Regions from separate parts of the Gossypium arboreum genome. Here regions 1 and 3 are each linked to region 2. The links are chromatin contacts, called in public Hi-C maps. All regions are on one chromosome and are shown on one strand. The core of a region is the stretch at or near the end of the contact, and the rest is flanking DNA. Distances in the headings are between cores, read along the strand shown. Region 1 holds the start of LOC108463685 (metacaspase-4). Region 2 holds the start of LOC108464238 (NAC domain-containing protein 54-like). Region 3 holds the start of LOC108464034 (zinc finger CCCH domain-containing protein 37).

Evidence for each region. Hi-C and Micro-C count contacts between places; a contact is called where the count stands out from the background.
Region 1: a contact with region 2 is called in a Hi-C map of leaf, with 2.6 times the contacts expected there. The contact joins the promoter of LOC108463685 here to the promoter of LOC108464238 in region 2. A contact is called at or near these places in 2 of 5 Hi-C or Micro-C datasets (both in leaf).
Region 3: a contact with region 2 is called in a Hi-C map of leaf, with 1.7 times the contacts expected there. The contact joins the promoter of LOC108464034 here to the promoter of LOC108464238 in region 2. A contact is called at or near these places in 2 of 5 Hi-C or Micro-C datasets (both in leaf).

The regions. Positions count from the first base shown.
Region 1 is chr13:106,999,549-107,002,433 of ASM2569848v2, reverse strand. LOC108463685 (metacaspase-4) reads left to right here and starts at 1,581. Exons shown (of 2, transcript XM_017763580.2): 1 at 1,581-2,071; 2 at 2,528-2,885. The coding sequence starts at 1,726.
Region 2 is chr13:106,827,309-106,830,252 of ASM2569848v2, reverse strand. It overlaps LOC108464238 (NAC domain-containing protein 54-like), which reads left to right and starts at 1,318. Exons shown (of 4, transcript XM_017764418.2): 1 at 1,318-1,607; 2 at 1,697-1,977; 3 at 2,640-2,924. The coding sequence starts at 1,451.
Region 3 is chr13:107,042,002-107,045,109 of ASM2569848v2, reverse strand. It overlaps LOC108464034 (zinc finger CCCH domain-containing protein 37), which reads right to left and starts at 1,721. Exons shown (of 12, transcript XM_017764100.2): 1 at 1,331-1,721; 2 at 356-603. The coding sequence starts at 1,505.

The DNA.
Region 1 (2,885 bases), core at 332-2,831, 170 kb before region 2:
CCAAGGTGAATCAAGTCAGTGTCATTTGGAAGTCGCAACAAGGGCGTTGCGAGAATGGTTGGGGGAGAATGTCACGGGCCAAAGTGTAAAGCCCGTGACCATGGCATAGGATACTCCCCATGGAGGTCTATCGATTAGACGGGGATCATTTAGCCCACAAGAACTAGCCCGACTCCAAGAACTGTTGGAGAAGCTTGTCAGATTGAAGCCTGGTTGACCGGATAATAAAGATATGACAACATAGGCTATTTTTAGTAAATATGGGAACCATATCTTGTAGATTTGATTTGATATGATGTAATCTTGTAAATCCATAAAATCAATAGATAGGTTAATCTCGTCCGTCGATGTAATTTGATCTTGACCGTTGATTTTGGGGGAGCTCAACTATAAATAAAGAGCTTCCCCCTCATTTGTATCTCATCCATTGTAAGTTGAATTCTTAAGAGTATTAGAATTCTTTAAGCATTTACTCAATCATCATATCTCGCGTTTGCAAATTCACTATAATAAATGATGGATATTATATTTTGTTATGTGCACTTAATGTTTGTTAGTGGCAAAGCTAGGGGGACTAGTAGGGGCCTCAGTTCCCCCTAAAATGGAAAATTTTTCATTTAAACTCCTTTATAATTTATAAAATTTTAAATTAATAATAGTAAAATGCACTTTAACCCTCCAAAATTATAAAAATTTAGTTTGATCCTTTAAAAATTATAAATATATAGACTATTAAAGAGTGAAATTATATTTATACTATCGTAAAATATACAATTTAATTTTGACCCCAAAATGATTTTCTAGCTTTGCACCTAATGTTTTTGATATTAAAATTCAATTAAGTCTAAAATAAAGTATCCCAAGGTAATTTAATTATGTCCATTTATTCAGTTACTTAATAAATATATCAAATTAAAAATTAATAAAAATATTAGAAAGAAATCAATGTGGAATTTAATTCCCCATTAGGTAACTTAATAAATACTAGAACTATATTTACGCGTAGACATATCCATGGTTCGGGTCGGGCCTAACAAAATTTTAGACTTAATTGATATGCCTGAGCTGGGCTCAACCAGAACAATGGGCCTAAATTTTTGCCCAAGCCCAACCTAGATAAAAATGCTAAAACCCAGACTTAGTTCGGCCCCGCCATATTAAAATTTTTTGATTAAAATTTTTTATATAATTTTTAAAATATAATACATCAAATATACTAAAAATATTAAAATAAATGTTCCCCAATAAATTGAAAGTAAATTTAAAAAGTCTTTATACATAAATAACACTAAGATAGATGTAACTTAACAAGTAAACACTTTTAAAATAGTAGTAGAATTGATAATAAAATAAGAGTTATATAATACTCAAATAATAATAATAAAATAACAGCAACATAATTATGAAATTGTAGTAAATCAGTGAGAAAATAACAAAATTTCTTTTTTATAAATTAGAGCCAGATTGGGCCAAGCTCGAGTTTTTTTTTTACCTGGATCCATTTCTCAAGTTTTTTTTTTCTAGACCCTCACTTTTCGGGCCTCTAGGCCCATGAAAACTCTAATTACGCGTTACAAAGGCATACAAAAAATGATGATAAATGATAAATAACAGCAATACATTAATATTTGCCAACCAAGAGTCAATCATCTCCCTCTACAAAAGACAAAAGCTATTTTCTGAAATCTTCCATCTTTTGATCAAAGCAAAAACAACCAGAATTCAATGGGGAAGAAAGCTGTGTTGATTGGAATCAACTATCCAGGTACAAAGGCTGAACTGAAAGGCTGCATAAACGATGTGAAGAGAATGTACAAATGCCTTACAGAACGCTATGGATTCTCTGAAGAAGACATCACGGTATTGATAGACACCGATAATTCTTATGATCAACCCACAGGGAAGAACATCAGAAGGGCTTTGAATGATCTTGTGAGATCGGCTGAGCCTGGGGATTTTCTGTTTGTGCACTACAGTGGCCATGGGACTAGGCTTCCTGCTGAGACTGGGGACGATGATGATACTGGCTACGATGAGTGCATCGTCCCCTGCGATATGAATCTCATCACTGGTTTTCCTCTCTCTCTCTCTCTTTTCACTATGCATGCCATAGGTTATAGATCCGTATTTCTCATCATCAGATTTAGTTTTGTTCTAGTTTAGGGTGTCCTTGTTAGACTCAGGCATTCCAGTTCTTCTGTTACTGATACTTTTGGAAATGAAAATAGAAGAAAAGAAAGAGTAATATGTATGATCCATACTTTTTGGGGTTTTGACTGAATTTGTGGATACGATCGTGGGCTTGACTCTGGTTAACAACCACGCACTCCTCATACTCCATTGTATTGCTAAAGAAACATAAATGCTTTGGATTATAGGGTCTGAGTTCTGGAATTCTGTGTTATCTGACTTATTGGTTTGTAAAACCTGCTTTGATCGATCTAGATAGATAATTATTCCCATGGTTTGTCTATGGTGTGGTTAATGAGTTGATAAAAGGTCAATGGTGGTGTTTGATTGTGAACAGATGATGATTTCAGAGAGTTGGTGGATAAAGTCCCAAAAGGTAGCCGCATTACAATCGTATCAGATTCATGCCACAGTGGGGGATTGATTGATGAGGCCAAAGAGCAAATAGGTGATAGCTCTAAGCCCCAAGATTCAGAATCAGAATCAGGTTCAGGTGGGTTCAGGAGCTTCTTGCACCACACTGTACAAGATGCATTTGAATCTCGTGGAATTCATGTTCCTTCTAGATTACGCCACCGCGATCACCACCATGATAAGGAAGAGGTGGATGACAGGGGAGTGAATGAAGACTATGATGACAGTGGCTACGTCAAAAGCAGATCTCTGCCCCTCTCAACTCTAATTGAAATGCTCAA
Region 2 (2,944 bases), core at 69-2,568:
ACAGATGTTCCAATTACCAATCTTGAAACATGAATGTATTAATGACAAATATTAATGAAAAATATTAAAGAGGCATTTGATTCAAGAGATGGAAGATTACTACAAGTAATAATATTACATTATTAGTTGAATGTAGGATTACTTAATTAGCATATTACTGGGTATGTTATATTAAATTGTTTGGTTCATTTGATTAGAATGTAAAATTTTATTATATGATTCACAAATTTGATATTACATTTAACATAGTATTATTATAATTAAAATATTAATTTTTATTTTAGGACAAACCTTATCCCATTAATTGAATGCATATTTCTTATTTTATTTTTTTGAAGGTAGATCTCTTATTTTATTACTCCATGTCATTTTCTTTTATTAAAAAATATTTTATATAAATTTTAATGATAACCCGTGATTTTATCGAATGCATTAAGTTAAAATATCATATTATAATAATATGAAAATATATAATAAATTTATTTAATATATAAAAGAATGTGATAAAATAAATACTAATCTATGTAAGGAAGAGTTGATGTTGAGATTAACTTGATAGTGGATGTATTGAAATATAAAAGGATGGATTTAGGTAATCTTTGTGAATAATATTAAGAAAAAAAGGATTATCCAGGTGATTTGTATCAAATACCTTTTAACAATGTTAAATATGGATTGAATTTTAAAATGAAAATGTGATTTTATTTTTCAAAATTAAAAGTATTTTAAAAACTATTCTTAAAATACAAGACATAATAGGTGTAGGCATAGGGGTATAGGTTTAGTATTGCGTGTAGTAAGATATGGAGGGCTTAGTGGCCCACCCTACCTTTTTAGAGATGAACCCTGATTTTTGTTAGTATGTGAGCAGACAAAAGCAGAAGCTTCTTATCCTTCATATCCTCCCCCAATGGCTTTTCTTTTCACTTTTCTCACCATCTCACTTACACACAGAATCTGCCAAACCCTAACTTCTGATTTATCATATTCTCTTTGTTTCAACCCCATTTTAGTTAATGGAATTATATTTATAAAAAAAATTTAAAAGAGTAAAAAGAAATTGATGTAAACAAAAAAAAAAAAAACAGATAAATCTCGTTTTCTCCGAATCTTACTATATTTTGAACTGATTATGTAAAGCATATTAAAGTTAGTGAAAAAATGCAAGGGACTAAAGTCTGGCCCCCTCAGATCACGTCCCATAATTACAATGTGAATCTAGGATCTTAAAATAGTGAAGAAAATGTTTTGTTGCCAGCTTGAATGGCAAGCATGTAATATAAGCCAACATCTAAGGCCTAATTGTTTTTTGCCATTAATTATATTTGTAACAGTGGCCTCTCTATATAAATATAGTTGAACATGGTAGAAGCTAGTTAAATAGTGCATGTTCTGTTCTGCTCTGTTGTATTACATTCTAAAATAAATTCCGTGTTGAGACACAAGTGCCATGGCTCCCATGACTCTCCCTCCTGGTTTCAGGTTTCACCCAACTGATGAAGAGCTTGTCGCTTACTACCTGGATAGGAAAATCAGCGGTCGCACCATTGAGCTTGAGATTATCCCTGAGGTTGATCTCTATAAATGTGAGCCTTGGGATTTACCAGGTATTCTATTATAATCATTCATTCATTCATGACCCGCTTCTGTGCTTTTTGCTGCCTTCTAACTCTTGACATCGATTTTAAACCAACAGATAAGTCGTTTTTGCCCAGCAAAGACATGGAATGGTACTTCTACAGCCCCAGGGATAAGAAATACCCGAATGGGTCGAGAACCAACAGGGCAACGCGTGGCGGCTACTGGAAAGCCACTGGCAAGGATAGGGCGGTGCAGACGTCGAAAGCGGTGGTGGGTATGAAGAAGACTTTGGTTTATTATAGAGGTAGGGCTCCCCACGGCATCAGAACTAATTGGGTTATGCATGAATATCGCTTACTTCACTCCGCTTCTCCCACAGCTCCTTCCAGTCTAAAGGTACCTTACTACTACAATCCATATATCATATTCGACTTGTGTTTATGTTAATTTATTCTTATTATACTATTGTTTCATGTTCATCTTGTATAACATTAGTATTCTTCACTAGGGTTTTAGCTCACTAATTTGGTTATAAAAGTAGATCTGAACTTGTCAAAGTAAATTTGATTTCAAGGTCTTTTTCACTTTTGTTAAAACAAAATAAAATTATTAATAAACTAATGATTATAAGTAGGGTTTAGAGAAGATGCATGAATTTTGTTTTATGCAAAATCATTATCAAATTTAGAGAAGATGCATGAATTTTGTTTTATGCAAAATCATTATCAAACATGTCTTTGTATTAAGGAAAATAATTCCTGAAATATAATTTCTTGAGTGAATATCAAATTACTAAATGTTATTTATGGTGAACAGTAAAAAAGTCCATAAGCTAGTAATTTATATTAATATTTATGATTTCCAATTTCGGTTTCTTTTGAAAGAGTCTTTGGTTTTAATCTTGCACACTTTATAGGTATGTATAGCTGGTGATCTTCCTTTCTTTTAATTTATTCCTTCTTTTTACCTCTTTCTAATATTCTTTTAAACACTTCTGCATTTTACTGTTTAATTTTCTACATATCTGTATATTTTACTTGCTGTTGCAAATTGAGCAGGACTCTTATTCTTTATGTCGCATCTTCAAGAAAAACATTCAAATCCCTAAAACAAAAGGAGCTGCTGTTGAGAATAATCAATCATTTGGTGATGAAATCTCAAGAGGGAGAGAAGCTGAAGTTGAAGATGAGAATTTCAATACTTCTTCCTCGGATGTCACTCAAGGGACCCCCAATGAAACTGGCATGGCCGATGAATATCAACCTCCATTTACCTCCGATGAAGCCAATAGTTCGGCTAATTTGTCTTCACTCGGCCCTGATTTTTCCTCCGATCTATTTCAGGTACGGTATTACATGTGTGT
Region 3 (3,108 bases), core at 472-2,971, 210 kb before region 2:
TTGGTTACTAGATATAGTTTAGTATACTGATTGAATTTTATAAAACATGCAAGCATAATGCTATAGTAGTACAAAATCTTTTAAATACTGGTAAAACTAAATACATAATCAGACAAGCCTCATAAATATGCTTATCCATGCATAATAGCAGCAATCATATACTTTAAAGGCGATAAGTAACATTTATATGATAATACTTTTCTTATTAATATAAAAATGTGTAATATATAAAAGTTGAAAATAAAATTTCATTCAAATAGTAATGTTTATATTGTACCCAAAGAAAAGTAATTTCTATAGGTAAACTCCAGTAAGATTCATTATCATTGGTGTAAAAGATGGCAATAAAGGTCACCTCTTTCCAATATGGGATTCCACCCTCAGGAACCCAAATAGGATGGTCAAACTTGCAGCTATCTCCAAACTTACAGGTTCTTGTGAGCATATAATGAGCACAATCCTTTTCTCCTGGCCTTTGAGGATATATAGGTAAATTGCTTGCACTCTCCAATCTAGGTCGCTTGACTAAAGAGCTAGCAGAATACCAAGCTTCAATCTGCCCAAGTGTGTTTTGGGCATCCAAAACATTCTGATGGTAGAGAACTATAGTACATAGTAGTTATATACAACAAAAAGAGGAAATATATACGTTAATAATATAAGTTTAACATAAAAAAAATGCTTTTATATAAAGAAGATATAATAGTTTGGCAATTATATACCAAATAACAGTGTTAATTACAAATACTTTAAACTTTTAATTTGAAAATATTACTAAACTCTAGAATTAATTAGAGGTACTGGGAGATACCTAACGTTGTTAACAGTTAAATACGGATCTAGATGACTTGAAATAATTGTACAAAAAATACATATATAAAGTGGAGTCAATATTTTGAACAAGCTGATTCAGGCCAAAAGCCCGTGGGTTCCCTTCCCAGATTGCATTAGATTAAACACCATATTAGAGTGAAAAGTAGAAATGTTAGTATAGGAATAAGCTCAATAATCATGTCATCATTGCTCCCTTCAGTGAGGAACGACAAAAATATGCAGGGATCATAGTTGAGTAGTTGGTATGATTATAACGGCATCAAAATCATTTAGTAGACAGAAAAAGAGCTAATCTAAAGTTCAAAATACAAGTAAAGGTTACCGCTAAAGATCACCCTTCCCATCAATATTCTTAACGAACTACGGCATCTAAGATTGTAGCTTCATAACAAGAAAAACATTCAAACACAATTAATAAGAAAGAAAGAAAGAAATTAAACTGAGAATCAGATTTGTGTAAGCAATCCGGAAATAAAAGCAGCAGTAGTTTGGTCACCTTGAGAGGGGCGTTTGATGAGTGAGGCGGCAGCAGCGGCAGCGGCAGCAGCGGAGGGGTGGAGTTGTTGAAGCAAATGAGACTGAGACTGAGACGCGGCGTCGGAGTCCAGATAACGGTGGAGAGTGGAGGCGGAAGGTGATGGGGATGAGTAACCGTAAAACTGGTTGGCCATTTGGCCACTGCTACTAACCCTAATTCACAAAATTTTAACTATGCCGTACACTCACTGCTGAATTAAATGTCTGAAATTATATTTTCTTCATTTTTAGATTCTTTTTTTTCCTTTTTATTATTTTCGAAGGCACCCCGGTAACAGCAGTAATGCCGCGCGGTAGGTCAGCGTAGCTCAATACGCTCTGAAAATTATTATCAGAAACGAAATAGAAATTTGTAAAATTTATTTTTAAAGTTCGAATTATATTTTTCCTAGGAAAATAAAAGAAATCAAATCAAAGCAAAAGAAAGCATGGTTAAACGAGAGAAAATGATGTGTATTTATTTTATTTAAGGGTAAATTATAATTATTTGTTTTCAACTATAAAAACTTCTAATTTTGTTACTGATTTATTTTTATTTTGTTTTGATCACCCGTAAATTGTTAACAAAAGTGTTAATGTGATTAGAGGTGTTTAAATGGTTAATCGAACTAAAATTAAAAAAAAAATTAACTGAACCGAAATTTATATTTTTTTTTGGTTTAATCAAGTATAAAACATATAAAATAAATAAATTTATAATGTTCATTTGATTAAATTAACCGAACTAGTAATAGCCTAATACATATAATATATATAATATTATTTATTAAGTTCGGTTAATTCAGTTCGAATCGGGTGATTAACTAAATTAACCATTAATCGAAATTTCAAAAAACCTTTAACCGGCTTCTGACTGAACTAGATCTGTTAGTCTACCGATTAACTGAATTAAATCGGTTCGGTCGGTTAATTCAGTTTTAACTGAAGTTTGAACACCCCTAGATGTTAAATTTTAAATAATTTAACAAATTTAACTCTTTACATTTACAAATTCAATCAATTTGATCCTCAAACACATGTTCATCATGCATCTAACCCCACCTCCATTCTGCATTCATTATTTTTCTCTCTTCTCTAAACTAGGGGAAAAATACCTAAATGAATCTGCTTTAGGTTTTTCAAAATAGTTTTCAAAAACCTAAATCATTTGCAATTTCATCTTAAAGGAAACATGGTTGTTGCTTTTTGTTTTTGTTCTTCTTCTTTTTCTTCTTCAACCTGTTAACTTCTCAACTCTACAACTCCAAGAAGAAGCCTTACTCTGACCTTTCTATCAACACTCTGAAATTGGGTATTTTTGCATCTCTGGTTCTTAATTTTAGTGTTATTATATGTTTTCTTTATATATATTTGCAAAATAAATTTTGAGAATTTTGTCAAATTGATATGGAAGAGTGCAGATGAATGCGGAAGTAGATTGTAAAGTTTGTTCAAGTCACAGACTTGACTTAGGGCTCTAGACGTTCGGAAAGAAACTTAGATTTTGACACAACCTAAAACACAATCAAATCCAAATAAAATAAAATAAATAACTAAGATAATAAATAGAACAATAAATCAAATATTGGAATAATAAAGAAGAAAATAAAAAAAATAGATGGAAAAAATAGAACGTGATATGTAGAAGTTTTAAGAAGCCTTGAAAACACGAAGATTTCACAACCCCCTTCAAGTGGCTCTAATTTCCCCTCAAAGATAGAAACCTTGGCCAAAAAAAGTTTGAAGATGATCCCCACA